Linked DNA regions of Rattus norvegicus: region 2 is linked to region 1. A link is a contact called in public Hi-C data. All regions are on one chromosome and are shown on one strand. Each heading gives the region's core, a stretch centred on a gene start, on an enhancer-like site or on the middle of the called end of the contact. The rest is flanking DNA. Distances are from core to core; before and after follow the strand shown. Region 1 overlaps Cdh2 (cadherin 2). Region 2 has its middle 7.3 kb from the start of Cdh2.

The links. Hi-C and Micro-C count contacts between places; a contact is called where the count stands out from the background.
Region 2: a contact with region 1 is called in a Hi-C map of liver, with 5 times the contacts expected there. The contact joins two enhancer-like sites. A contact is called at or near these places in 4 of 12 Hi-C or Micro-C datasets (Schwann cells, kidney and liver) and 1 of 1 datasets of contacts at active chromatin or transcription factors (oligodendrocytes).

What each region holds. Positions count from the first base shown.
Region 1 is chr18:8,106,447-8,114,366 of GRCr8, reverse strand. It overlaps Cdh2 (cadherin 2), which reads left to right. Exons shown (of 16, transcript NM_031333.2): 3 at 3,154-3,380; 4 at 5,042-5,188; 5 at 7,018-7,173. Among named protein-coding and RNA genes, the nearest start is that of Cdh2, 150 kb to the left of the region's middle. Within about 2 kb of position 3,121, at least 2 of the 93 cell types and tissues checked have an H3K27ac peak or open chromatin away from gene starts, as enhancers often do. A contact at or near this core is called in liver, where this site is marked.
Region 2 is chr18:8,268,671-8,276,590 of GRCr8, reverse strand. No RefSeq gene overlaps it. Among named protein-coding and RNA genes, the nearest start is that of Cdh2, 7.3 kb to the right of the region's middle. Within about 2 kb of position 4,185, at least 12 of the 93 cell types and tissues checked have an H3K27ac peak or open chromatin away from gene starts, as enhancers often do. A contact at or near this core is called in liver, where this site is marked.

The sequences.
Region 1 (7,920 bases), core at 1,872-4,371:
GGCTTTACCACCAACAAACCAGTTCAGACTACTACTACCACTGACTTAGATATGAACACTTACAGCAGAACGCTGAAGGCCTTGGGTCTGTGCATTGGTTATTGGCTTCTGTTGTGAAGTTTTGATAGAGCAGGCTTTGTATAGAGATTCTCTGTGATGCCCGCCCATTTTCTATCTTTCTCTTCGTATTCATTTTCGTAATATGGCCATGTATTTATGGATGTTCACAAGCACTTACTCTCGTCAGAGTTATTTATCATAGAAAATAAAAAACTAAGAGCTCCTATCACAAGAATAAAACTTTACTGTCTTCTTAAAGACAGAGGGCATAGTCACAGGACACTGTTAAGAAATAGAGTACTTATTAGAATGATTGTTATAATGGGGACAATGTTAATGAATCTTTTGTATAAATTTGCATTAAAAATTCAGCGTGAACACACACATAGAAACACACGTACAATTTAAAAGCGAAATACAAGTATTTTAAAAAGTTAGGAGAGCATTAAAAACTGGCCTGATGCATATATGGCTTGTGTCACAAAGGGATAAGGTCACTGTGTGGGTCACACACAGGCTTAGTGCTGGGTCACCTGCATCTGGGAAAGAATACGCAGGGCACAGGGGCAGCGATGCAGATGTGGCCTGGAGGGAGGACGCCTGATGCTGTGCTGAAATGTAGTAGGCAACGCAGAGGAGACTAGACATTTCTGAGAGGATGGAAATAGCATGAATTTCTTTTTATGATATCAAAAATGTTACATCTATTAATAAAAAGGGCTGGGGATTTAGCTCAGTGGTAGAGCGCTTACCTAGGAAGCGCAAGGCCCTGGGTTCGGAACCCAGCTCCGAAAAAAAAAGAACCAAAAAAAAAAAAAAAGTTTAAAAAAAAAAAAGATGGCATAATTTTATCATCTTGATTTCTCAGCAAGGTTCAAAAAACAATTTTAGTTTTCCATTTGTTATTTTTAACTTACAAAGAAGAAAAGAAGAAAATGCCATCATTCTCCAGAAAACACTTCAGTCAAATAAGATTGTGGTACCTAAGTTTACTTGGGAATATTTATAGTCCAAAGATCGACGTTATATTTTAACCTGATTTGGTTGAAGATACAACTATTATTTTTACTTTTAATGAATGAAATTTGAAGGATGATACATATGCAGTACTTGAAAAAATATATATTCAGTAGTTAAAGCATTTTAGTGCATCTAGGAAGGGAAATGAGTGAGCGTGGACCTTGGCTGTAGCCCTTGCTTGTCGTGCTGATTTGATGTGAGCGGAACTGGAAGGAGCATCTTCAGTTGGTGTTGAGACAGAGGACTAATCAAACTGGGTTCCAGTGCTCCAGACGTAGGACCCGAAAATCAAGAGTTCAGGGTCACTGTCGGCTACGCAATTCAGTTGCAGGTAGCTTGAACTGTAGGAGACCCTGTCTCTGAAACCCCAATCTGAGTAAGGAAGAGAAGTCTTTCCTCACCTGTGAGTGCACTTTGCACTATGGACGTACCTAGCCCTTGCCATTGTATCACATTTAGTCATGACCAGACTGCAGCAGTAATTCTCTGGGAAGCGAAAACCACTTTATGTCTGATGACTTCCCTTGCCATCCCCACGCAATATTTCTTCAGAATGATAGAAGGTGGACTGCAAAGGAAATGATCTTCCTAGAGGTTGTCTAGAGCACACCCGGTTCTCGTTGTAAATGTGGAATCTAATTTTCAGTATCTAAGATACAGGCTGATTAGCATTGCGCTACGCAACGGTGACTTTCTCCCCCCACCCATTTTCAAGTCAACGCAATTATTAGCGGTATGAGTAACCCACTGAGATTGTTAAGGTCCTCCTCCTTATGATTTATTTTTCATTTAAATCTTTTAAGATGCATGTTTATTTCATTTGGTGAGAATTTACATTAAGAACACCAAAGTTCATAAGCACCCCGAGGAACAGAAATGATCAGGTTTTGTTTCTTTTTTCTTTTCACTCTGATGCTTTTTACTCTGAGTTTCCAGGGTTCTAGGAAACATTGTGGGTGTTGATGAAGATGCCTGGAATTTCCTTCCTTCAAGTGTTTATCTAAGATTCTGTGGCAGGAAGAATACAGGGTAACAGATAACTGAGAAACCCAGGCTTGCATGCCTCTCTAGTGGAGTGCAAGGCTCAGGCAGTGAAACTAGTGATAGGACTCCGGTTGGTGTATAAGACCGACCAGCAACAGTGCAGCATGAGGGATGATGGGAGCTTAGAAGGGACAGGAAGCAATACCTGAGCACGGGGCAAAGTGGAGATCAGGAGCACCTGGTAGCCCATCCAAGAGATGATGACAGAAGGCAAGACTTAAACAAGGAGATGTAGGGCCACAACTTAACCTTAGTTCAGTCCTTTCTTCTTCTCTGAGAGGAATTTGGTCCAGGACACTCAAGTCCAAGGATGCTCAAGTCTCTGCCATATAAGCATCCTACTATTTTCCTCGTACAAAGCCTATGCATACCCTCCTGCACACTCTATCTCTAGATTTTGAAATCCTTAGCAAAATGTGTGTGCTGTGGCCATAGTTGCACTCCAGTGTTTATGAAAGACAGCAAGTGAAAAAGCCTGTACCCATTCAGTACTTCAGTGTAAGTGAAACTCTTTTCTTCAACCACCCTGCTGTTGGTTGCGGTTGGTATAGTCTTCTTCATAGGCATAACCTCAAGTTAGAGAGAACTCATGTTGGATTACAGAATGAAGATTAACATCCTGATGTCTCAGAGATGGCTCAGCTAGTGAAGTGCTTCCCATGAAAGCGGAAGGACCCAAGTGTGATCTCCCATGTAGGAATCCCAGGAATTATAATGTATGCTTCTCCTATTAGTCCCAAGGCGGCAGAGGCAGGCAGATCCCTAGGGCTGGCTGGCTCCTGGAGAAAGGCACGTGAGCTTTAACTCCAGTCTTCACATCTGTGGGGAGTAGGGCCAGTGGCACACATGCACAGGAACTTGTGCACACACACACACACACACACACACACACACACACACACACAGTGTGAAAACAGTTTCTGTGACTTCACACCACTGTGTTTAATAATTTAACCAAGCTCAGTACATATTACAGCGTGAACTATGCCCACCAGGGTGGAGTAACCGTGCACGTGTGCTCTTTTCCAGTGAAATTCAGCAACTGCAATAGAAAAAGGAAAGTTCAGTATGAAAGCAGTGAACCAGCAGATTTCAAGGTGGATGAGGACGGCACAGTGTACGCTGTGAGAAGCTTCCCTCTCTCTGCAGAGCAGGCAAAGTTCCTGATATATGCCCAAGACAAAGAAACCCAGGAAAAGTGGCAGGTAGCTGTTAACCTGAGCCTGGAGCCCAGCCTGACTGAGGAGCCGATGAAGGTACCCAGATCCAGCTTATGTTTAACCACTAGATTTAAGATTCTAACCAAATACGGGTTTAATTATTGCCATGCAAGTGGAGGGCCAGTGTTTCCATTGTTACCAACTTCATTTTCCTTAGCAGGACTTGGTTGTATTTCTAGCGTAATAGGCTAAGTATATCTCAAGCAACCAGAGTTGCCTTGGAGAGCTTTGTTTATATTTTGTGATTTATAATTTAATTCAAATTAGAAGTAGTTTTTGTTACATTTCTGAGATGTTTTACAAGCTGTTAAGTGTAACCACAAAATAAACACATCTTGGGAAGATGTCATCAGTCAAATTTATTAGGTGGGAGGTGCAGGTCTACAGCGGGGACAGTAAAGTGTTTCTGGCAAAGACAAGGGTTGACTTTTGTCCTTTTTTTTTTTTCAAGAGCAAATTGGGTAGCATGAAATATTCATCCTGCCACTGATGTTGACGAGTGATATGCTCCCTCTCAGGAAAGCTGTTGTGAGCCAGGGTGAAATAAATGAAGTGTGTTTCCAACAGAGACCTATTCAGCTCAGCAAATGTTTATTGAGCATTTATTCTGTGAAAATCCCTACATAAGAATTTTAAATGAAATAGAGCCATGACTTTACAAATCCCATGTTGTTTATCAATACCAGGTTCTTCAAGTTTATTCAAACCTAAGATTCAGGGACACACCTATATACACTTTGAAGGCCATGACTCTGAACTCTAACCATTATGTTTTGAATACTACAGTTATAGATAACAGCACAGGCCATGACGATATTTAATTATAAAGGTCATGTGCATTCATGTATTCAAATAAGATTGAATATACTAAAAACATGCCTTGTTTTTCTCTTACACCAGTGTTTCACATCATGTAAAATACAATGTATTAAGCCATTAACTGCTGAAAGGCCTCAAGCCACTTGAGTGATATACAAAGTGAGAGGCTAGTACCTAATGGGGTGAAAAGACTTGTCTGTTGTTGTTGGTTCTCCGTGTTCCAGCCACTGTCCAGGATGTTTGCACAGAGACAGCACGGCCTAATGGCTAAAGTGTCCACAGACATCGAGAGAAACAGAAGAAAATGTTGACACATAGCAGAGATTAATGCCTACTGTGCAAAGTGGGTCATTTACAGCATCCATCACAGCTGACATAGGTTTAGAATAATTACAGCATTAATTCTGTGGGATTTAATAGGGTCATAAATATTTGAGACATTCTTTAGCGGTACGTATTAAACTTCTCTTGGAATTCAAATTATATCTCAGCACATCAAGATCTGAATTTAATGTACAGTAGGCACATTACCTGAACTGTGGTCTAAACTAATGAGAAATATATAAAAGGGTGCTATTAAACTTGGTTTAATATTAACTACTCTCTAGGATGGTTTATAGAAACTGCAAGTAGTTTACTCAACTGGACTATATAATAAATTGTTTCTAATTCAATTTCCAGTGAATAGTGCAACCCAAATACTTCATGGCACTTTTCTGTTATTGAACTAGGGGACAGGGAAAGGGCCTCCCGAGTTATTCTTTTTGTTCATAATACACTGTGGTTCCTACACACACGGGTAGCCATTAATATTGATGTGATCTTAGAAGGTGCTCTTCCTAGTCCTTAGGAAAGTTTTCTTGTTCTTTAATGCAAAGGAACCACATGAAATTGAAGAAATAGTATTCCCTAGACAACTCGCCAAGCACAGCGGAGCTCTACAAAGGCAGAAGAGAGACTGGGTCATCCCTCCGATCAACTTGCCAGAAAACTCCAGAGGACCCTTTCCGCAAGAGCTTGTCAGAGTAAGAGGCTGTCGTTGTAATTATTTTCATGGCAAGGCAACGTTAGAAACTGTTTCTTCTATTTTTTTTGTTTGTTTTTGAGTAGAGTTTATGGCATGTGCTGTACAGTTGAATTTGTGTGAGTGGAATTTCTCCTATGTAGTAAGAAGCCTTTCTTTGTCATCTCTTGGATTATTTATCTGCGTAGCTCTCCTAGGTCCGGGGCACTCGATGATAGGCCTTTTGTGAATTCATGAGCTATGACACCATCCCATCCCTCCCCTTCCTTCTCTCACTATTCAAATGGTAGTCAGAACCAGGACTTTCCATGATGATCTCTGCCCTCTAAAGATAGTTTGGGACAGAAGGAAAAGAATAAAGGGCAATCATTGCTAAACCTGCCAGCACCAAGTGCACTTGGGAGTCTTTTTATAAGAGGAAAAGTGACCTCTGATACCATTAACAGAGTCCCTGGGGCAGTGCAAAACTGGAGCCTTTCCAATCTGAGGAGAGAGAGTTTTGCAGTTACTTACACTGCCTACCATCCGACCATCTGACATGGGAAAAAAATAAGCAAACTCTACAGGGTAGCATTTATTTAAAAGTACAATGTTATGGAATCATCATATTCTCACTTATTAAAATGTAAATGTTTCTATGACTATTTTAGTACTCCAACACATATTTTTGAGCCTTTTAAGTAAGTCACTTATTTGTGCTGTATATTCTATTCTAATGTGCATTGTAATTCGATTTAACAATGCCCGTAACACCAGATAGAGGTGCCTTCTATCAACCCTCAGGAAACAGGACTGAAAAACAGAATTTTGCCCTATGTTAAGAAATATCTCTAGATCAAATGGATGGATTAATTACATTTACGTAGTGCATAAAGAGCTGTATTTATTACTGCCCAGCCTGCCCTTTCTCTGTCTCTGCCGTTCTTCCATTTTCCATCTCTGTAAACTGCTCTACTCTGACTTGCTTTCCCTTTGTTTGGAGTATAAAATATGCCCAAAGAACCTCTCTTTGATGCTTTATTAGAAAAGGGAACTGTAGCCTTCGTTACCACCTGAAAACCATGTAGGAGGCTTTGGTTGCACAGAACCAGTACAATGAAAGCAAAGAAGTCTAATGTACGGGCCTGTTCCCAACCACAGAGTCCCACGTAAGACTATTTCAAGCTGTTGCTACATAATTATTACTTCTTAGCATTTCTGATGTGTGAAGACACCATGTTTCGTATTAAATTAAACACTTATTACGTTGTTGTAAATATTTTTCCGTGGCAATTTTATCTATGTAGACAATGCTAAATTTTGACATTTTGCATGTTGCATAGCTGGTGTTCCTTTAGCTGAAAAGGTTACCCCAAGTCTTTCTGGGGATAGGTAGTGTCTCTTTTTAAGTCCATCATCAAGAGTCATGGGATGGGCTTGGGAGATGGCTCAATCATAGCGTGCTTTCCACACAGCATACAGACCTGTGTTCAGATTCCCATCAGAGACCTCAGTGCTGGGGACTCAGAAACAAGAAACCCAGGTGCGTGCTGTTTAGTCCCGGCCATGTGAATCAGGGAACTCCAGCTGCACCCAGAGACCCTGTCTCAAAAATATAAGGTGGAAAGCAATTGCAGAAGCCACCCACATGCATGCATGCACACACAGACATGACACACACACACACACACACACACAACACACACACACACACACACACACACACACATAGGAAGAGGAGGAAGAAAGGTAGGAGACATCAGTGGAGAAGCGAGGTATGGAAGTGCGGTATGCCCCCCAAACAACTCTGCCCATGTTTTCTCCTTATGTAATTGTTTTCCTCATCCTCAGATCAGGTCTGATAGAGATAAGAACCTATCTCTGAGATACAGTGTCACTGGGCCAGGAGCTGACCAGCCTCCAACGGGCATCTTCATCATCAACCCCATCTCTGGACAACTGTCAGTCACAAAGCCTCTGGACAGAGAACTGATAGCCCGGTTTCACGTAAGCTGCCCTGTGCTGAGTCTGTGTTCATACTCCTTGACATGTGTGTATGTGCAGTCTGTCACCACCTCGAGTTACTCCGGTGGCCCTAACGCTGAGGTTTAACACCAGAGTCATATCTGTAGGCTTCTCTTATTAAAGCACGTGTTTATGGAATTGATACATGCTATAAAACAAGCAATGGCAAAATAATAAGAAAGAAAGGGAGACAGCCTGCGACATCATTGCTTTTGACATGCTAGTGCATGATGTCAGATGCACGGCCGGGAGAACCCATGGGAACTGGTCTGTATGGACAGATCAGAGCGGCCATGTGGGAATGTCTAGACCACAGCTGTTGGAAGAGGGCACAGTGGTATAATCCCAAGCTCATTTGTATCGTACTCCTTTTACGTTGCCTCTTTTCTTTCTGTTATGAAGAATTGTTTCAATATGGGTGTCCCAGCCTAGTCTTTCCATATTTCCTCCCTTTTATTGTTTTACAGTTTGTTCAGGGACATCATTACTTCACTCGTGCATTGCATGGCCCCTTTTAGGACATGTATAATGTAAATTACAGTTTGCAGGGATATTGATCAAGACCCTCTCTAACCTGAGAACTCGTCTTCTCAGGTTCTGTCATGTTTGTCTTTCATGTGTAAACGCTTAGTCTCCATGGAGGGATTTCAGTAACAGGAGGGAGGATCTAGACCCAGCCTGTGAGCCCAATGCCATTGACCACATTCCTGCAGGGCATCATCACCACCA
Region 2 (7,920 bases), core at 2,936-5,435, 160 kb before region 1:
AAGAGCAGCTTGCCACTCCTCCCCTGGAAGTGGGGGCGGGGGGGGGAGGGCTGGGCTTAGAAGCAAAGCTTTCTCAGAAAAGCCATCAGTGCATGGAATTATCTCAGTGTCCCTTCCTCCCATGCACTCCCTTACAGTTTTCTTGCTTGCTTTTGAGATTCTGTACTATGACTCAGCATAAATAGAAAATGTTGTTATTGCTTTTATCACAAAGCATGAATATTCTCTTAGCTCTGGTGAAAAGAGAGACAGGGAAATGTGTATCAGTGCAGAATGATGCCAAATCCTGGTAATTCAAAGTGAAAAGAAAAGATGAAAAATACTAACTAGATACAACCTGACCTTTTCACGCTCAAAATTTTGAAAGCAGGATTAAGAATTTGGCAGGGCCTGGTTTGGTATTGGTGTACAGTCTCAGTGATGAAACCAGGAGTGTTTTAATTTCAAAACTAGCCCTTTGTATGGTGGACGTTCTAGGCTAGCCTGGGCAACTCAGTGAGACTTTGTACCAATACAAGAGGCTGAACTAGGTCTGAATGTGACCCAATAGTAGAGTGGCAGTCTAGCTTGTACAGGACCTAAGGCTGGGTCTCTGGCACCACAGAGAGTTAGGAGTTTAAAATATGAGAAATTAATAACTGTGTTATTTGTTATTTAAACCTTTAGGGTAACCATGTTTTTCAATTTACAGTGAAGATTACTAATGTCTGATTTTTTTAAATCTTCACCTTGAAAAGGTATGACACGGGAAATGTATTACTTTTCCTGTGTTGATAATCTGGTTCCGGTGTTCTGATGATAGCAGATGCTGTCCAGTCTAAGCTGCACATCTCAGGATGCTGAGGGAGTGCCTGCCAGTTTGCAATGAGCAGGCGACTGATCAGGTGACTGATCGGGAAGCAAACAGCGTGTTCCATGGGGGACTACCTTTAAGATTTTAGCCTGAGGTTTAGGTTAGATTTCTTGAATTCCTCTGATCGACCTGAAAGTTTTCTTCCTTGCTCAATCTGGGGATGCTTTTTCTTCTAAGCAGGAACCATAGAACCCACTATTTCTTCACCACTCTCAGGCGCATCAAGTTTCTAACTCCTACCGATGGGTATCTCTGCTTAGTCTGTAGGTGGTACTAAGCTTCCTTCCCTGTAATCCCAACAGCTGCTCCTAGGCGTGCCCGTCCTCTAAGAGTCAAAAAACAAAGTAGGATATCGGTCTCAGAGTGGGTTCTCAATCTCTGCTAAGTATTTCAGTTTGGGAACTCACTCTAAAAACACAAAAAAGCTAACCCTAGAACAAACAGACAGAAAAGCCCAGAAGAATCTCTTCTTTAAAACCTGTATCTCAGTCTGCTGTGGTGGCAGGTGCACTTGAGAGGCAGAGGAAGGCAAGCAAACCAACTTGGTCTACAGAAAGCCATAACTACACAGAGACTCTGTCTAGAAAACCAACCAACCAACCAACCAAAAAACAAACAAACAAACAAACAAACAAACAACAAACAAAAAACAAAAGAAGAAAGAAGAAACCAATTTTTATAGATGTTAAATTGCCTTTTCTTTCCAGTAAACTACTTGTAAGCAGTCACATTATCACTGTAGGCAAAATAGGAGGTCCATGAAACATCTTAAAACTGAGTGTTTGGAGTCTGATGTCTAGTGAAATGTTGACTAATTCATGTAAGTCTACAAAATTAATCTGGATAGCAGAGTCCTGACATCTTAACCTGTTAGGTCAAGAGATGCTATGTAGGATCTGAGAGGATCTTATGCTATCATGCTAGCAAGATGATAAAACTCAACTTCACCAAGCTTTGAATGAATAACAGAAGGCCCATGGTAAGTTAAAATGAAGAACAATTAATTATTTAAATCGTGATTCTTAATAACAAGAGTGCTAGCGGAGATAAGGAATATTTCAGATATCCTATAGTAAAAAAATGCCTACTGATCCATGTTTTCATTTAAACTCCCATTGTGTTGTAGTCTCTTCTCAATTGAAACATTCTCACAAGTCTTATGAGACCCTTTCTTGCTGTCTTATGAACAGTCAAAAGACAACTCTTCAGAACAGGTAACTCTTTTGGAGGAGAGCTAACTGCAAGTTACACAAGTGTTTCCAATGATGCTGCTTTGGGGGAGGGGTCCATCCCCCAGGTAACCTGGGGCTGTTTTTGAGATGCAGGTCCCCAAATCTTATGAAGTAGCTCTAGCTGAAGGCTCTCTTGTAAGGAATCCCAATAAACTCATTGGACAGATGGATGCCCTTCTTGGCCTGCCATTGTCTCCTCTTGGGCAAATGCAAACAGGATCACCTGAATAAGACATGTAATAGCTCCCACCAAAAATGAGTCCTAGGGCATGCCAACAAACGCAGTATAAAATAACAACGGACATCTGAAGATCATCACAACCAATACCTAAGCTATTACACATTTCTTTATACCATGGATTTCAGTTGCAGACTGCTAATATTCTGAGTTTTCATTTCTTACTATCTTCTAGAAACATAAATTTCTTCATGTTATGCAGACAAGTAGTTGATTCGGGGCTGATTTAGTTAGAAGAAACTTAAGTGGAATACATTAAGGTGAATGTGCCTCCTTGAATTGCTTCAACATAGCTAATATTTCGAAAATGGTTTTCATATCTATTATGTTATGTCAAAGAAAAGATATTTAAAATTCTTTTTCAAAATATGAAACTTGTAGGGGCTGAAACAATGATTTTCGAGAAAAGAGAATCTGTGGCAGTGACACTTTTTGTTTTATTAGTAAAAAATGGGGTTGCCGTTCATTCGCATTTTTTTTTTTGCAGAGGGCTGCATTCCAGGGAGACACCTGCACTATAAAACCATCATGATTCTGTTCCAAGAGGATGATGTGTGCCTCATCCATGGATGAGGGTTTGTGACAGTCCTCACGCAGCATGAACTGTCAGTCAGTGGTCATGCAGCCTCCTGAACTTTGCACAGGGCGCCTGTTTCTTTGGTCGTGGGATAATTCACCTTGACAGAGGTGAGCAAAGCCAAGCCATTAACGGAGGTTAGTAGAGCTTGAGCCTAAGCTGAGGACCTCTCTCCCTGTACTTTGTAGTGCAGATCCAACCCCAGCTACAGAGAGCCTGGATCAGGAGGTACAGACTGAGAGCTTCTTCGGGAGAACTGGAGATGCCAAGAAAAGGTTGGGAGAAGGTAACCCAAGAAAGCTTGAGGCTCTGGACTCATGACTCCAATAAACCAAGGCTTAGATGTTAGCTTAGAAAACTGGGGCACTAAATGGAATCCTGCCTATCCCTCACCAACCATGTCTTTAATTTTAAAGATTTATTTGCTTTTACTTTATGTGTATGAGTTTTTACTTGTGTGTATGTCTGTTCATCATGTGCAGGCCTGGTAGCCACATAGGCCAGAAGAGGGCATCAGATACCATGGAACTGAAGTTACAAATAGATATGAATTATGGGTGCTGGGAATTGAGCATGGGTCCTCTGGAGAGCAGTCCGTGCTCTAAACTGCAGAGTCATCTCCCCAGCCCCAAGAAGGCCTTGAACATAAAATACTATGAGGGTAGCATCACAGAGGACACTAGGGTAAAGTAGGAGGCAGAGAAACAAAATAGAGCATAGCTCTTTTCAGTTCTATAAAGATCCAAGTAGTTCCTACATGAATATTGCAGAAGCAGTGTCTATTAAGGAAATCATGAGTAAGCCAGGAAAGAGTCTTGGGAATAAAGAACTATTCACATATCCCCAATAAAAAGCCTGAAAAACTGAGTGGAAGGAATCTCCAGAAAAATATTTGGAAAGGGAAGCAAAAGGGGTGGGATGTTGAGAGATAATAAAATTGAGCATCAATAATCTAGAAATTTTTAAAGAGAAGAAAAAGGAACCCAAAAGAGAAAAACAAATGTTGAGAAGCCAACTTGCATCTACTTCCGTCAATGCATATACCTGTGTCCATTGAGTGAGGAAACAACCATAGGGCAAACGCAATTAGGAGAGGTCGGGGGTAGACTGCTGGGAGCAGGAGTGGAGATGTACAGCTTGCTAAACTCATAGTTCTGGATCAGAGAAGAGCATACTGCATGCCTAGCAGCAGGCGTCTGGTGAGCAACTTCCTTTCTGTTCAGGACTTGCTCTTATCAAGCCTTGTGCAAATTCTGGGAAAGGACAGACCAGACCAAAATATCCCAGATTACGTATCAGCAGCCCTGTACTATGGCCCTTTTATCAGCTCTGAAAGGCAGCCCCATGCTGTCGTCCAAATTCCCTGTCCTATTTTCCTTTGTGACTCACTCTGAAAACGGGGCAAATATTTTCTGAGCACTCTCAGAGATAAGAAGTTTGTCAGCATCCTGAGGTTTGGTCATGGGTGTCATGAGCCCCTTCTGCTTTGGAGAACACACTCAAGGGCTTTTTGTCCTTGTTGGGCAGTTGTAACCCTGTGTCCTTGACTCTGCTCCTCCTTTCCGTTCATTGATGAGTGGCATGAATGACCTGACTCTCCAAAAGCCTCTCCTATAAGCTGAGTCCTTGCCTCTTCTCAAGCTTCTCTAAGAAGATTTATGTTTCATTTGCTTTTAGTACATTCACTTTCAATGCAAATGTTTATTATCAGCTGTCAAAACAAGTTAAAAATGAGGATATTCCCATTTCTTGCAAACATGTTTGTGGGGTAAAGAAAAAAGAGATAAGAGAACTCCGAGAAAGATGATCTTCTCTGTGATAATGATTCAACACTTGGAGCTTCTACATGAAGAATGGATTGCATGCAAACATTCCACAGTCTGTGTTGGGGGTGTGGGAGCTATTGTTGAGAGAGGTAGAGCCAGAAAGTGACAAAGTCAGAGAGAGAGAGAGAGAGAGAGAGAGAGAGAGAGAGAGAGAGAGAGGGGAAGAGGGAGGGAGGGAGGAAGGGAGGGAGGGAGGGAGGGAGGGAGGGAGGGAGGGAGGGAGGGAGGGAGGGAGGGAGGCAGACTCTGCTAGACCATGTAGATGGAGAACAGAGAAAGACACTGGATATCTTCTTCAGTCACTTCTTTACCTTTTTTTTAAACCAGCATACAGCAAGTTAAATATCATTCTGACTTTTTACCTAGTGTATTTTCTGGTTCTCTTATGTTCTTTCTCTACCCCGAGTCCTGTTGCATCTGCACTCCTCCCACACATTGGTCTCTTTCATGTCCCAACTGCCCTTTTCCAATATCTCCACCGATCTAATTCTTTGAGACTGGTTGCTTCAACTTAACCTGAAACTCCCTGATTTGGACTAGACTGCTTAGCCAGCAACTCATCCTCCTGCCAAGAACAGCCTGTTTCTTGTTCCCTAGTGCTGGGAACACTACAGGTGTGAGTCACCATGCCTGGCTTCTACCTGGGTGCTGGACACTCAATCTCAGGTCCTCTTGTTTATAAAGCAAGCACGAACCATTTCACCAGCTTCTTTTATTTCTATCACAGCTATAATAATAATAATAATAATAATAATAATAATAACAACAACAACAACAAAAACATCATCATCCCCTCCCCAGGTTGTACTGCAAATAAGGAAGAAGAAACATAATGTGAGGATTACTACAGTACAATTAAGTGGACTTTCTCTACTATTATTGAATGCTGCTTTTTATAGTTGGAAAGGCAAATATGTTATTTTAAAACATTTGTGGATAAGAAAATGATTTAGCAAGCACTCTTTGACTTGATGATAACCCATCATTTTGTGTGACTTAAATTTAGATGAGAGAGAATTACTCCTCTTACAGTTAAATCCTCAACCTCAAAGAATACCACAGCCTTATCTAGCCCTTCCCTCTAAAGAAATAAATGGGGTTTCAGTGACATTTTCTTACTGCTCCCAGTATTCCTGAGGGAAGGTAGCATTGTTTTCATTGGGTAGATAAGAAAATGCATAGAAATTAAATGGAATACTTACAATTATTTTGCCAGCCATAGCACTGGGAAGACTGTGCTGGCCTCCAGAGCCCACATCAATTCTCTAACCAACTATGTCAATCTTCATAGGAAGAAAGGGCACACTGATGCCCAGGCACTAAATATGTTTTACTACCCTCTGCACAATGACAGTTGTATTTCAGAACTTTCCTGAAGGCAGACCTTTGACTTTAAAAGGACACAAGAGCAAAAGTTTGGCACAACTAATCCTTACCACGAGTTCAGAATGATTTCTTCTATTTCTCCTGTTCTATCAATCATGAGAAATGGGCCTTCTGGCTGTTAAGTAATCTGAGTGCTGGCATGACCCCATAAATAAATACCCATGCTTGAGGTACAGAGGTAGTCTTTTGGACACCACAGGAATCCTATTATCTTAAATGTAGAATCTATGGGCTATGTTTGCAATTTGCTCTTTAGGGTACATGGACAAGAATTGGTCCTGGAAATAATAAATACATAAATAAATAAATAAATAAACGAACACACACACACACACACACACACACACACACACACGTTTCAGAAAAGAAACAGCCTAAGCAAACCAAGTGTTACTACTAGTCCTGTTACCAATTCAGGTAACAATTTTAACATGAATTATTTTTTCAAACTGTAAATTAAAAATACATAGACAGTGAATATGTTGATTCGGAAGAATATTTTGATATGGCCAGACTTGTGTTCCTACATGTTTATATAGTCACCAAGGTTTCAATGTTCTCTTAGTCTATATTTACTCAGCCTTGCTTCTTATATTACAGATTTTGTTGTTCAATAAAGCTAGGACAAACTATGTGGGGGGTATACATGTTACTGGTACCGCACAGTGCCTGTAGAGGTTGGGTCAATCTCATTTTTCCACTTTTTGTTTGAGACAGGGTGTTGCTAAAATTCCTTCCTTGGAGGACATAAACAATGTCTCCCCTTCCTCCTAAGGTACCAATGACAAGGTTCATCCTGGAGAACCAGTGAGTTTATTAGGCCTACTGACAGCGGGTATGGGCTACTATGATCAAGAGCTTTAAAGCAGCCACATGGAAAGTCTACACCCTTGTGTGGATGAGGAGTCCTCCGTGGCTGCACAGGTGTCCACATAGATGGTCATGTTAATAGGGTCCCCTGTCCTTCTGCTTCTCCGCTTGTAGCCCTTCCCTGAGACACGTAGGGAAGTGCTGTTGGGGGATGTAACTGGATATCTGAGTGAGGATTCTCTGATTCGCCCTGCTCCTCCTTTAGTGGAGGAAAGTTAATAGTAAGCCCAGCTGTGGTGACTTCTGCAAGTGGGCACAGATGAAGCCAGGAAGACAGGGGTGGCTCTGACAGACAGACTAGTGCTTGGCCAGCGCATTCCTGTTTCAGTCTCCCGTCTCTCCGCAGCTAATGTGATATTCCTGTATATGCAGGTTCCTAGCAGCTGAGATAGAATCTAGGGATTTTACTTTAGTCCCTCTGGTTTTGAGGCACATGCCTTACCAACTGAGCCATCTCTCCAACCTTAGCTTTCTTCGTAAACCCTAAAAAGGAAAAGTAGAAAAGCAGTGTAGAGAGAACTGGGGACAGGGGAAGAGTATCCTGAGTATCCCGAGATTCCTGAGTAACTGTCCTTGGGATCCTCCTTGGCTTTCATCATATTTTATATATGTATATTAAGTGCTGAAGCCCAGTTGTGATCTTCTGTCTTCATACATATCTAAAGCAATCCTGGAATTTCTCTCATGTTAGAAATATGAAATAAAAGAGCCATTGAGCTGTTAGGAAACATACTCAACTTGAGGTGTACTTGAATTAAAATACTGTCTTTATGTGTGTTGTGCCCTTTACTTTCCAGAATGAGATTCGTTTTTGGTCAAGTTCACTAAAATCCAGGGGTTGCTTGTAAGTTACTGTGCTCTGCTGAACTGCTCATCACATTTTCACAACTCACTTGACTATGCCTACTTTAAGTTACGTCCTTATAGCTTCAATGTGG